3 separate regions of the Sus scrofa genome follow, and regions 1 and 2 are each linked to region 3. A link is a contact called in public Hi-C and promoter capture Hi-C data. All regions are on one chromosome and are shown on one strand. Each heading gives the region's core, a stretch centred on a gene start, on an enhancer-like site or on the middle of the called end of the contact. The rest is flanking DNA. Distances are from core to core; before and after follow the strand shown. Region 1 holds the start of YWHAE (14-3-3 protein epsilon). Region 2 overlaps YWHAE (14-3-3 protein epsilon). Region 3 holds the start of INPP5K (inositol polyphosphate-5-phosphatase K).

Region 1 (3,919 bases), core at 155-2,654, 93 kb before region 3:
GCTCAAATCTGTGCATGAAACCATTTACTTAAAACGGAGAAAAGAAAATAAGATCTACTGGGATTCCTTACGGTCTTAATTCAAAAACCCAAATCTCTGCTGAGTGCTTTGGGATAGGTTAAGTACGATCACGCATTCCAAGCCAAGGAAGGCAACTAAAATACAGTTACTAAACGTTATTTGAAAAAACTTGATTTTCCAACAGGTCTTTCCATTTGTCGTAATGCCGCGTGTAAACAGGAAAGTCGTCATTTTTAAATACTGATAGATTGAGGCACGGGAATAGGAGAGGAACTAAAATTCATCATCTCCTTGTTTCCTGTTCAATGTTCTATCTATCCACCAGAACCCACAGCTTATGAAGCCAGAAAATGATTACCAGGAACTTCGAACTCTGCAGGTTAAGTTTGAGGAAAGGGAGCGTGAGAGAGATTTTTCTAGACCTCCCCAGAACAAGGCGAGGTTGAACGGAAAGCCTAAAAAACCCCACTACAAGGTGTGCTGGTCTACGGGAAGGAAATCCGAACGTAGCATCTCGGCTGGCCTCCGCCCAAGGATGAACTGCAGTGATTCCCACTCTCCCCTCGCTCTCCCCACCCTCATCCGAGACTGCCCCCCACCCCAAACCCAAAGGAGCCCTCCGCTCGCAAGGGTTCTCCTTTGTGAGACTACACAGCCGCCGCCCCACATTGGGCCTCTGGGGAAAAGCCACCGCCCCCACCCGCCATATTTCCCTGAAAGGCGCCCGCGCTCCCGGTCGCCACTCTCCCCCATGTGGCGGGTGTTTCTTCCCTCGTCACGCCACCCAATTGTTCACCACGTCCCAAGAACTGCCCCGAGGCTCCCCTGGGGATTGCTCGCTGGGAGACAGCACCCGCCATCTCCTCCCCCTCCCCCGCCCCGGGACTCGCCCTCCCCCCCAGCCGCCATTTTACAACCAACTCCTCCACCCTAACGCCCCGGCCTCCTGGCTCCCGAGTGTCTGCAGCTGAGAACGCCGAAGGAGTCAAAATCCTGAGTCTGGAGCCTCCTGCGGCTCTGAAAGCCTACAGGCCATTGCCTGCTTCCCAAATCCACCTCCCCGGGCCAGGCTAGGAGACGATGCCGCCATTTTGTCTCCTGGTCCTGGTCTCTGTGGGCGGCGGCAGAGGGTCCTAGAATTCCAGCCCCCCGTTCCCCCCCCAACTCACCGTCATATCGCTCAGCCTGCTCGGCCAGCTTCGCCTGGTACACCAGATCCTCCCGATCATCCATTGCGGCAGCGGCTCCGGCAGGGTCTGCGCGACGGATGGAAGCGGATAGCGTCTCCGACTCTCTCAGCCTCTCGCTCCGCGACCGGGCAGCAAAAATGGCGGCGCCTCAATCCGGGACTTCCGCCTGCGCACGCGGACAACTGCTCAGCTCTATGGCAACCGCTCCCTGGCAACTGGCGCGGGGGGGCGGGTCTGGGAGCTCAGCGCCCGAAGAGGCTGGAACCTACTAGACGCCCCTCCTCCGTGGGCTTAGGGGCGGTTGGAAGCGGGAACTGCGACTGCATAGTGGGAAAGCTCCCCAAGGAAGTGAGGGAAGCCAGGCGAGAGAGTGAACGAAAGAGCTGGACTACGGGCAGAGAAACTAGCGGCAGTAACGATTTTGGTAATGGTAAAGGCAGTCCTGGATCTTACTCAGACCCTTTTAACCCCAGGGTAAAGAGTTGGGCTCTTCTGTAGCCAAATGCGGAACGAGGACTTCACACTTCAGCTTCTTACTTCGCAATCTTTCTTTACTTCTCCTTAAGCCTTCTTTTTCCCCTTGGGCCCACCATGGATCGGTACAGGGAAGTTGTTAGGGGATCCTGGTCTGGAGCACCTAAGGTGCAGGAGAGTAGGAGCAAGATCACATTGCGATCAGGAGGCAGGAAAGGGAAACGACCTGATGTTTGGCTTCCCAGTGGATTCCTAACATCTTGTATTCGTACAGTATGTGTTGCAAGACTGAAGTTCAGGTAATTAGAATATAAGCTGTTTGGTAGTGTCTGCGGTAAATGTGTATTAAAAGGTTGGAACCAAGTTATGAAGAAGCTTGGATGGCATGCTGGGAAGTTTGCGCCTTATTCAGTGGCCACAAGGAAATTATTTTTTGATGATTTTTCATGGTGGATGACACCATCGTTATTCTCTAAAAAGATTATTGTATAGCAGTGATTAAAGAGCAGAATAAATGATCAGGCTATTACAATAATACAGGCAAAAGGTAATATGACCACAATGAAAATAGGAAAGGACAAATGGAGATAGTGCTAAGAGAGAAACTACGAAGAGTTTGTAGTTAATCAGATGTGGGGGGGGGGGATTAAATTGACCTTCTATCTTCCCTACCTAGTCACTAAGAGACTAAATGGTACCATTAACAAAAAAAATAAGAATGCTAGGAAAATTTTCAGATGGAATGCGGAGAAAGACGAGTTCCTTTTATCACAGTTGGTTATAAGGTTCTCAAAGGCTGCCCAAGTAGGAGTTCCCGTCGTGGCTCAGTGGTTAAGGAATCCGACTAGGAACCATGAGGTTTCGGGTTCCATCCCTGACCTTGCCCAGTGGGTTAAGGATCCGGCATTGGAGTGATCTGTGGTGTAGGTCGCAGACGCGGCTCGGATCCCGAGTTGCTGTGGCTCTGGCATAGGCCGGCAGCTACAGCTCCGATTGGACCCCTAGCCTGGGAATCTCCATATGCCGCTGGAAGCGGCCCGATAAATGGCAAAAAAAAAAAAAAAAAAAAGAATGCCCAAGTAGGAGTAATATCCATGGGATTGGAAAAGGGGGACTAACATTCCAAACTGTAGGGACGCTGCAATGGAAGGAGCTAGAGGATCAATTGAGGTAGAAGAGGACAGACACAAACCTTAGAGAATACTTACTTTTAGATGATAGGACAAAGCAGGAGAGCCAGCAAAGGAGCTGGACTATTGAAGGTTTTTTTTTAATTTTTTTTTTCCCTTTGTGATTTCTTTGACTCATGGATTATTTTTTATTTTTTTATTTTTTTGTCTTTTTGCCATTTCTTGGGCCGCTTCTTCGGCATATGGAGGTTCCCAGGCTAGGGGTTGAAACGGAGCTGTAGCCGCCGGTCTACGCCAGAGCCACAGCAACGCGGGATCCGAGCCGTGTCTGCAACCTACACCACAGCTCACAGCAACGCCGGATCCTTAACCCACTGAGCAAGGGCAGGGATCGAACCCATAACCTCATGGTTCCTAGTCGGATTCGTTAACCACTGAGCCACGACGGGAACTCCTATTTTTATTTTTCTTTTTTTTTTTTTTTAGGGCCGCACCCACGACGTGTGGAGGTTCCCAGGCTAGGGGTTGCATCGGAGCTGTAGCCTCCAGCCTATACCACAGCCACAGCAACGTCAGATCTGAGCTGCATATGTGGCCTACACCACAGCTCACAGCAACACCAGATCCTTAGCCCACTGAGCAAGGCCAGAGATCAAACCCGTGTCCTCACAGATGCTAGTCGGGTTTGCTATCCGCTGAGCAACGACAGGAACTCCTGGACTATTTAAATTAAGCCTTGGAGTTCTCGTCTGGGCTCAGCAGAAACGAATCCAACTAGGAACCGTGAGGTTGCGGGTTCCATCCCTGGCATCGCTCAGTGGGTTAAGGATCTGGGGTTGCTGTGAGCTGTGGTGTAGGTCCCAGACACGGCTCGAATCTGGCGTTGCTGTGGTTCTGGTGTAGGCTGGCAGCTGCACCTGGGATTGGACCCCTAGCCTGGGAACCTCCATATGCCACAGGTGAGGCCCTAAAAATACAAAATTAATTAATTAATTAAGCCTCTTACACTTTTAATATATTTTGTTAGATTTCAATGGTAAATGACTGAGAAATCAAAAGACCTGGGTTCTGGGAGTTCCCGTTGTGGCTCAGCAGTAACAGACC
Region 2 (4,178 bases), core at 1,656-4,155, 120 kb before region 3:
GGATCCCACGTTGCTGCGGCTCTGGTGTAGTCCGGTGGCTGCAGCTCTGATTAGACCCCTAGTCTGGGAACCTCCATGTGCCACGGGAGCGGCCCTAGAAAAGGCAAAAAGCCAAAATAAAAATAAAATAAAATAGTATGTTAGAGGATAACATTAAAAAAAAAAGATGTGGTGTATACAATGGAATACTACTCAGCTATAAAAAAGAACAAAACAATGCTATTTACAGCAACAAGGATAGAACTAGAGGCTCTCATACTAAATGAAGTAGGTCAGAAAGAGAAAGACAAACACCATATGATATCACTTCTATCTGGAATCTAATATACGGCACAAATGAACCTTTCCACAGAAAAGAAAATCATGGACGTGGAGAACAGACTTGTGATGGCAAGGGGAAGTAGAAGGGACTGGGATGGACTGGGAATTTGGGGTTAAGAGATGCAAACAACTGCCTTTAGAATGGATAAGCACAGAGATCCTGCTATATATAGCACTAGGAACTGTATCTAGTCACCTATGATGGAGCATGATAATGTGAGAAAAAAATGTATACATGTATGTGTGACTGGGTCACCTTGCTGTACAGTAGAAAAATTGATAGAACACTGTAAACCAGCTATAATGGAAAAAACAAAAATCATTTTAAAAAATATAATAAGGGATATGGTAATAAGACCACTGATTCATTTGTGGGAAGCCTGAGAGCATTCATTTGAAACATCCATCCCGGCATGGCTCAGCGGAAATGAATCTCACTAGCATCCAGGAGGATCCCTTGCTCAATGGGTTAAGGATCCAGCGTTGCTGTGAACTGTGGTGTAGGTTGCAGACAAGGCTCACATCTGGCATTGCTCTGGCTGTGGTTTAGGCTGGCAGCTGTAGCTCCGATTCAACCCCTAGCCTGGGAACCTCCATATGCTGTGGATGCAACCCTAAAAAGCAAAAGATAAAAATAAAAAAATAGCATAGCTACACAAAAGACCATAATTCTTCAAAGCTAGAAAGTTTAACATTTATATATGGAAAAACAAAACCCAAACCCAAATATATAATAACACTAAAAATTTAACAATGGTGTATCTTTCTCTCTGTACTATTCCAGATGACTGAGATTTTCTTTACCTGTCTATGCATTAGGTTTTTTTTTTTTTGGTAGCCGCCGAAGTTGCTGAGCCAGGGATCAAACCCACCCCACAGCAATGACAACACCGGATATTTAACCCACTGAGCCACATGGGAACTCCTAGAAAGTTTTAACAATTAACATTTAAAGTTTTTATAATGTGAAGGGAGAAATATATATATATACATAGTAAATACATACACTACTATATACAGTAATGAGATAAAGTATTAAGAGAGAAGATTCCTGTGGAGAAAAGCACAGGTGGGCTCAGGAGGAGGGGAGGAGAAAGACAGAAGTACATTTCAAATACTCAAATGATATTCTACTATCCCAGGTTCAAGTAAGTATGTAATTCCCTTGAAAAATCCACAAAACAATGCATAAAAGACCATGGTACAACTACAAAAGCAGCATTTATTTGTTTTTAAATAACAGCTTAATTGATATACAATTCACATACCATATAACCCAATTCAATGGTTTTTGGTATATTCACAGGATTGTGCAACCATTACCATAATCAATTTTAGCACATTTTTCATCGTTAAAAAAAGAAAATGACCCATTAGCAGTCATTCCCCATTTACTACCAAATCCCCCAGCCCTAGACCACCACCAATTTACTTTCCATCTCTATGGACTTTACCTATTCTGAATACTCATATACAGAGAACTATAGGGAGTTCCCACCGTGGCTCAGTGGTAAACGAATCTGACTAGGAACCATGAGGTTGCAGGTTCAATCATGCAACTAAGGACTGCAGCAAAGCAATGAAACTAAGCCCCACCTCTGTGGGTTAAGGATCCATGAGCTGTGGTAGAGGTCAAAGATGAGGCCAGCCGAGAGAGCGAGAGAGAGCGAGAGAGAGCGAGAGAGCGAGAGAGCGAGAGAGCGCGAGAGAGCGCGAGAGAGCGCAAGAGAGCGCAAGAGAGCGCGAGAGCGCGAGCGAGAGAGGGCGAGAGGGCGAGAGAGGGAGAGAGCGAGAGAGCGAGAGAGCGCGAGGGAGAGAGGGGGAGGGGGGAGAGAGAGAGAGAGAACTATATGGTACGTGTTTTTGTTTCTAGCTTCTTTCATTTAGCATGTTTAAAGATTCAGCCATTGTGCAGCATCTAAATACTTCACTTTCTCTGTATACACACACACATTTTACTTATCTACTCCTCAGTTAATGGACATATGCACTTATGTAGTGGAACTACAGGATCTTATAATTTTTTGAGGAAGGAACTGCTAAACTTTTTCACATGTTTATATTCTCGCCAGCAACAGAGGACTCTAATTTCTCCATACTCTCACCATCAGTCGTTTCTTTTCCTCCTCCCCTACCCTGGCCTAGTCTGCAACATGCATATGCAAGTTCCTGGGCCAAGGAACAAACCTGTACCAGATCCCTAATGCGCACTGGGCCAGGGAACTTGTTCTTTCTTCTTATTTTTATTGCTTTTTAGGGCCACACCTGAGGTCTATGGAAGTTCCAAGCTAGGGGTTGAATCAGAGCTGCAGCTGCTGGCCTCTATCACAGCCATGGCAACATGGGGTCCAAGCCGCATCTGCAACCTATACCACAGTTGACAGCAACACCAGATCCTTAACCCACTCAACAGGGTCAGGGATCAAACCCAAAACCTCATGGATACTAGTCAGCTTGTTACCACTGAGCGCAACAGGAACCCCTTCCTTTTTTTTTTTTTTTTTTAAATAGTCATCCGAATGGGTGTGGAGTGGCATCTCATGATGTGACCTACCATAACGGCTGTGTCAACACCAGATCCTCAACCCACTGCATTGGGCTAGGGATCAAACCTGGGTCACTGGAGACACAATGCCAGATCCTTAACCCACTGCACCACATTGAGAACTTCTGTTATCTCATCATTTTAATTTGCATTTCCTTGATGACTAATGATGCTGAGCATCTTTTCATGTGCTAACTGGCCACTTGGGTATATTCTTCTGAAAGTATCTATTCAGATGTTTTGCCAACTTTTGAGTTATTTGCTCCTTTTTATTAATGAATTGTGGTAGTTACTTTTAAAACCCCAACTACTTCTCTTAAGTCTTTATCTTAAGGAATTTCCCCATTCCTAAAGGAACCAGATTAAGGAACAGTAGTAGTATAAATCAAAAGAGGAAAGAATGTGATACTATCCCGAAAAGTTGTACAATCAGTGCTCTGTACCAATTTGTACAAATTACGACCATATGAAATTCTCATAACATTAATGTCACCTTTATCCTTTTAACACCAGCAACAGAAACACAATCGTAACTGTAACATACCCCAAACCATGTGAAAACCCTAATTTACCCCAAACTCTAGACCAGCCACACTCATAATTTCCATCAGCAGAGGATTAACAGCAGCTATATCCACATAAATTTCTCAAACACAACTAGAATTTCATGAAACCATCCTTCCAGCAACTATTTTATCAATGTGATCTCAGCATTTCTTGGATAGGAGAAGGTTGTCAAATCTCTCTGCAGCAGATATGATCACAATTTATGAATCAGAATAGTGCAATTCATGGCCAAATCACTACTTGGGGATGCAGCTGAGTACATGAAGTTTAAAGCAATAACATATCATTTCAGGGACTCTCACTAGTCCGGGGACAATGGAGAGCTGATGGAATAAGTATCACTACTGCAATAGGAACTCTGAAACAACAGGAAACTATATAATCACTTGTGATAAAACATGATGGAGAATAACGTGAAAAAAAGAATGTATATATATGTATAATTGGGTCGCTCTGCTGTACAGCAGAAATTGACAGAACACTGTAAATCAACTATAAAAAAAGAAAGAAAGAAACTCCGAAAATATAATCCTCACAACTCAAAGAATATCTTAACCCAATACTCAGCTGTTTCATTCCAGGTCATTTTCTCTTCATTGAGTTATAATGGCCCAGGTTAGACATCCAATTACATTAAACTAGCTTGCCTTTATTTGTTGTGGACTATCCTGCCAGGAATCAAACTTTAATTTGGCTTTGGTTCTTGGTTTTGCTCTTTTAAGTACTTACACATTCATTCAATAAA
Region 3 (3,856 bases), core at 786-3,285:
TTACCTGAGCTCAGACACAGGGGTGGCGGACGGGCCCTGCAGACACCTACCCAATGACATACACGTCCAGATTCAGGTTCGGGGTGTGCAGCTGGAGCAGATCACTGAGGTCTGGAGGGGGTGCTGCAGAGGCCACGTTCCACGTCACGACATGTATGCTGAGAAGGGAAGCCACGGAGGAAGGAGGATGAGATGTCGTCCAGGTACCAGACCGGGGGCTGGGTGGGCGAAGGGCTGCACCACAATCCCACAGTCGGCGGAGTCAGAATGGGAAACGCATGTTTCTGCATCTGGAGGAGGGCACAGGGCCCCTTCACCTCTATCCCCTGAAGCAGGAAATTCCCACCCTGGATTGGCTCCTCTGTGTAGGCCCATGGCTGCCTGTGCCTGGCAACGCCAGTGCAGAGCTGCCAGCACACTAGGAGAGCTACCAGCGTGGCCCAAAAGTCAGGCGAGGGAAGGGGTGGCGATGGGGTGGAGAGTCCAGAGATTTATTAATTCCACCAGCCCTTCACACCTCAGCAGTCATCTATGGGTCAGTCAACTTCCAGCTCCCCACCCTTCAATCCATGGGTTCCGTCCACCACCAGAGAGATTCTGGAGGTTTCAATTTTCACCTTGTGAGATGGCTTAGGACTACAAGACAGAGGAATTTCAAAAATAACAGAGATAAAGACACCACATTTCCTTCCCACTCCTTCCTGGAGCATAACCAATTCTGCCAAGCATCTCAGAGAGCCTAAGAAGATTCCAAATAACAAGTTTCTCAACATCTCAAGAGTCTAGCCTCTTTTGGGAAACGTCATCAGCTGGATAACATTTTCCATGTTCATACAAACACTTGGGAAGCAACACATCGAATCAGAAGCTCTCAATAACACTGGATCCCATCTGAGGCTCCGGGGAAGGACAGACTCGCAAATCTCTTCATTTGAAGAGTTAAAGCAGCGCTCCCAGGAAGCCTCCAGACTGTGTGGAGTACAGGGCAGGCAGGGGCTACGAACCCTGCAGAGACCAATTAGAGCCACCAAGCCTCAGGTGACTCCTAGGCACATCACAAGGAGGCGAATCTCTAACAGCAGTCGACCCATCGTGGGGGGTGGGAGAGAAGGACAGAATGTCCCTAACATCTCTTCCCCACCAGACGCTGTTCTTCGAGGTCCATGTTCTAAAAAGCACAACTGCAAGAAATTCTTGGCCAGCGTACAGCAACTTCCTGCCCCTCCCTACGAACATCAACAAAACAATACAAAAACCACCTTCCCAGGCCCTCGGCCAGAGATTCTGTGCTTCGATTGTTTACGATCTCCCCCTGCTGTCCAACGGAGGAGGAAGGAAGGCAGCCCTTTCACTGCAAGGCTCCTTGTTCTTCCAGGGGCCTGCTCTAAGTGCATGGAGAGCCAAAGCCGGGATTTTTGGTTCCCACTTTTACGAAGGACGATTAGCAGCAAATCCTTGCATCGTGACCGGCTCTGAGCTGGTGATTAGCGTTGTTCCTCGTTAAAGAGCAAGCATGGGACCAGGCTATTATCACTTCACTAAAGGATGTTATCCAAATCTGATTTCGGATTTCAGGAGGTCACAACGGGATCAGGCAGACCCCATGATGTATGTGCTGATCCAAAGAATAAGATTTCTACTCCAAAGCTAAGGAGTGAATGCTTTGTTATGTTTTTAACTTCAAACAGCTCAACACTGCTGCCTCCTCAAGAAGCCAACTGGAACACCTACTTGGAGCCCCCAAGAGGGAACGAGCTTAGCAGCCTAAGTTTGGAGGGGGCGCGAGGTTCAAGCCCAACATAGCCCTCTCGTACCGACCTGGGAGAATGTGGGAGGCCTCTGAATTAGAAGCAGCCCTGTAGGTCTGGCCCCTTCTCTCCCAGTCTGGTTCTGCCCCAGATCCGCAGCCCCAACTGAGTCGGAGGCAGTGATTCCGCCCGGAGCAGGCGGGCCTGCCTGTAGCCGCCTTCCTCACCTGAGCGTCCTGCTTCTCGGTTCGGTCTGGGGGTTCGTGGCAGCCATCGTTCCCACGCGGTGCCCCGGCTGGTTCGCGTCTCCCAGCCTCAGCGGATCCTGGCTTGATCTGTCCCGATCGGGTAGCAGGTGCCGGTCAGCTCACTCGCTCGATTGTTTTTCTTCCGGATTCCGACCCTCCGCCTCGGCTTCCGTAAGAGGCGGGGCCTAGGCGCACGGAAGGCTCTGGGTGGCGCGGCCCGGGGGAAGAGGCGGGACTCTCCAACGAGCGCGAAACGGTGAAAGGCGGAGGGGAAAGGGGCCAAGGGGACGCGGGAACGCAAGGGGCGTGTCCTCCTGTCATCAGAACCCGACGCAACACTGCCCCGCCCGGCGGGGGCGGGGCGGCGATCCAGACACCGCCCCCGCGGCTCCCAGGGTGCCTCGCGTAAGGCCGGCCGGGAGGAGTCGTCTTCCGGCGGAAGTCGCTGCCACGCCCAAGCGAAGCTCTCCTGCGTGCCCAGGCTCACTGTTACTGAACGTGGTCTGGGGCCTCGGTCCTCATCGCTCCGTCCAGGTTCTCAATGCCCAGAGGGGCGAAGGGGCGCAACCCAGCCGTTGTCGGCCTATATAATCCAGTCCCCCACCCCCCCGCCCCCGTTACAGGTCATCTCTCCTCTTGATCACTGAGCGCCTCCATTCTCCACTCCCATGTTCAAGTGTTTCCAGCTTTTCAGACTCATGCAAACTATTACACATTGGACGTTTAGGGGCTCCTGAACTCCGAAAGTTACCCATCACTGAATGAAAACTAAGTCGCTGCCTCTGTTTTACGACCAAACGTGAATATTTACTGTGCCAAAGATTAACTATGATTTCCTTCAAATCACTGGTTCTTAACATTTGGGAGACGGAGGGGTGGGACAGTGCATGGGATTCCTTTGAAGACCTGGTGAGAGCCTGGTGTGACTGGTGTGACCTGGTGTGACTTTCCCCAGAAACATGCACACTTTTACAGACAAGCTTCATGAGATTCCCAGGCCCAAAAGCCAGGGTAAGGGCTCTCTTAAATAAATGTTTTGCTTGGTAGGATGGGAAAGGGGCGGAATGTGAAGAGGGAAGACAAAAGCGAAAAGGAAATATTGCCAGCAGAAAATGGTCAAGTTACATTCAGATATGGGATATCTGCATAAATAAAATAAGGGGATGTTTTAATTTACGGAAATAGACCTGCACAACTTTTCGGAGATATCCTGTACCTTTTCTAGTCCTTCCTTGGTAAAATGGGGGATGTCAGCCAGAGTTGGAGAATATCTAAATTGTAAAATGGACAGAAGGACATCACCAATAAGCTGGACTCCAGAAAGCTCTGTCTAGGATTTTATTAGACTGCTTTTTTCCCCCAATATATCTGTATTGGAAGATTGAGACAAAAAGGCACAAACTCACATGAAATAAACAAGGTAATCTAATCAGTTCTACAAAGTGTATTTTGTAAAAGAAGTAGCACTAGGAACCAACTAAAATAAGTCAGGGAGTCCCAGCAGGGACTTTAAGAGAATTTGGGAAGGTATACATGTGCCCACAATACTGACCCTGTCTCCAACCGCTCTCCATGAGAAGGCCAGAGTCCAGCACCCCTCCTACAGAGGCACTGCTGCCTCCAACTGGGACTACTGGCCCTGGAACTCTAATGGAAGCTGCTGGTCTGAAGGGGCATGGCACATCCTCAGTTGCCACCAGTGGAGCTGAGCCTTGTGTCATGTGCCTCTCGGAGTGCTAGTCAGTTTGAGGGGTGGAAAGGAGGGAAGGAAGGTACTTAAAAGAAGCCAACACCATTGCCCAGCAGCAACACTGTCCGTAGGGATGGAACAAACCAGGGACATCCCTTCTCAAGTTTATG

What was found. Promoter capture Hi-C pulls out the DNA fragments that hold promoters and counts their contacts. A called contact is a pair of places that touch in the nucleus more often than the background predicts.
Region 1: a contact with region 3 is called in a promoter capture Hi-C map of liver, with 3 times the contacts expected there. The contact joins the promoter of YWHAE here to the promoter of INPP5K in region 3. A contact is called at or near these places in 1 of 5 promoter capture datasets (liver), 7 of 47 Hi-C or Micro-C datasets (embryonic fibroblasts, epiblast stem cells, heart right ventricle and 3 more) and 2 of 2 datasets of contacts at active chromatin or transcription factors (alveolar macrophages and skeletal muscle).
Region 2: a Hi-C map of alveolar macrophages shows a contact between it and region 3, with 3 times the contacts expected there. The contact joins the enhancer-like site here to the promoter of INPP5K in region 3. A contact is called at or near these places in 1 of 5 promoter capture datasets (liver), 19 of 47 Hi-C or Micro-C datasets (adipose tissue, alveolar macrophages, blood and 11 more) and 2 of 2 datasets of contacts at active chromatin or transcription factors (alveolar macrophages and skeletal muscle).

The regions. Positions count from the first base shown.
Region 1 is chr12:47,643,923-47,647,841 of Sscrofa11.1, forward strand. YWHAE (14-3-3 protein epsilon) reads right to left here and starts at 1,405. Exons shown (of 7, transcript XM_021067552.1): 1 at 1,191-1,405. The coding sequence starts at 1,254.
Region 2 is chr12:47,619,861-47,624,038 of Sscrofa11.1, forward strand. The region is part of intron 1 of YWHAE (14-3-3 protein epsilon); the gene reads right to left. Among named protein-coding and RNA genes, the nearest start is that of YWHAE, 23 kb to the right of the region's middle. Within about 2 kb of position 2,906, at least 9 of the 83 cell types and tissues checked have an H3K27ac peak or open chromatin away from gene starts, as enhancers often do. A contact at or near this core is called in alveolar macrophages, where this site is marked.
Region 3 is chr12:47,736,311-47,740,166 of Sscrofa11.1, forward strand. INPP5K (inositol polyphosphate-5-phosphatase K) reads right to left here and starts at 2,036. Exons shown (of 12, transcript NM_001190292.1): 1 at 1,976-2,036; 2 at 51-158. The coding sequence starts at 2,022. PITPNA (phosphatidylinositol transfer protein alpha isoform) reads right to left here. Exons shown (of 13, transcript XR_001304419.2): 13 at 3,321-3,856.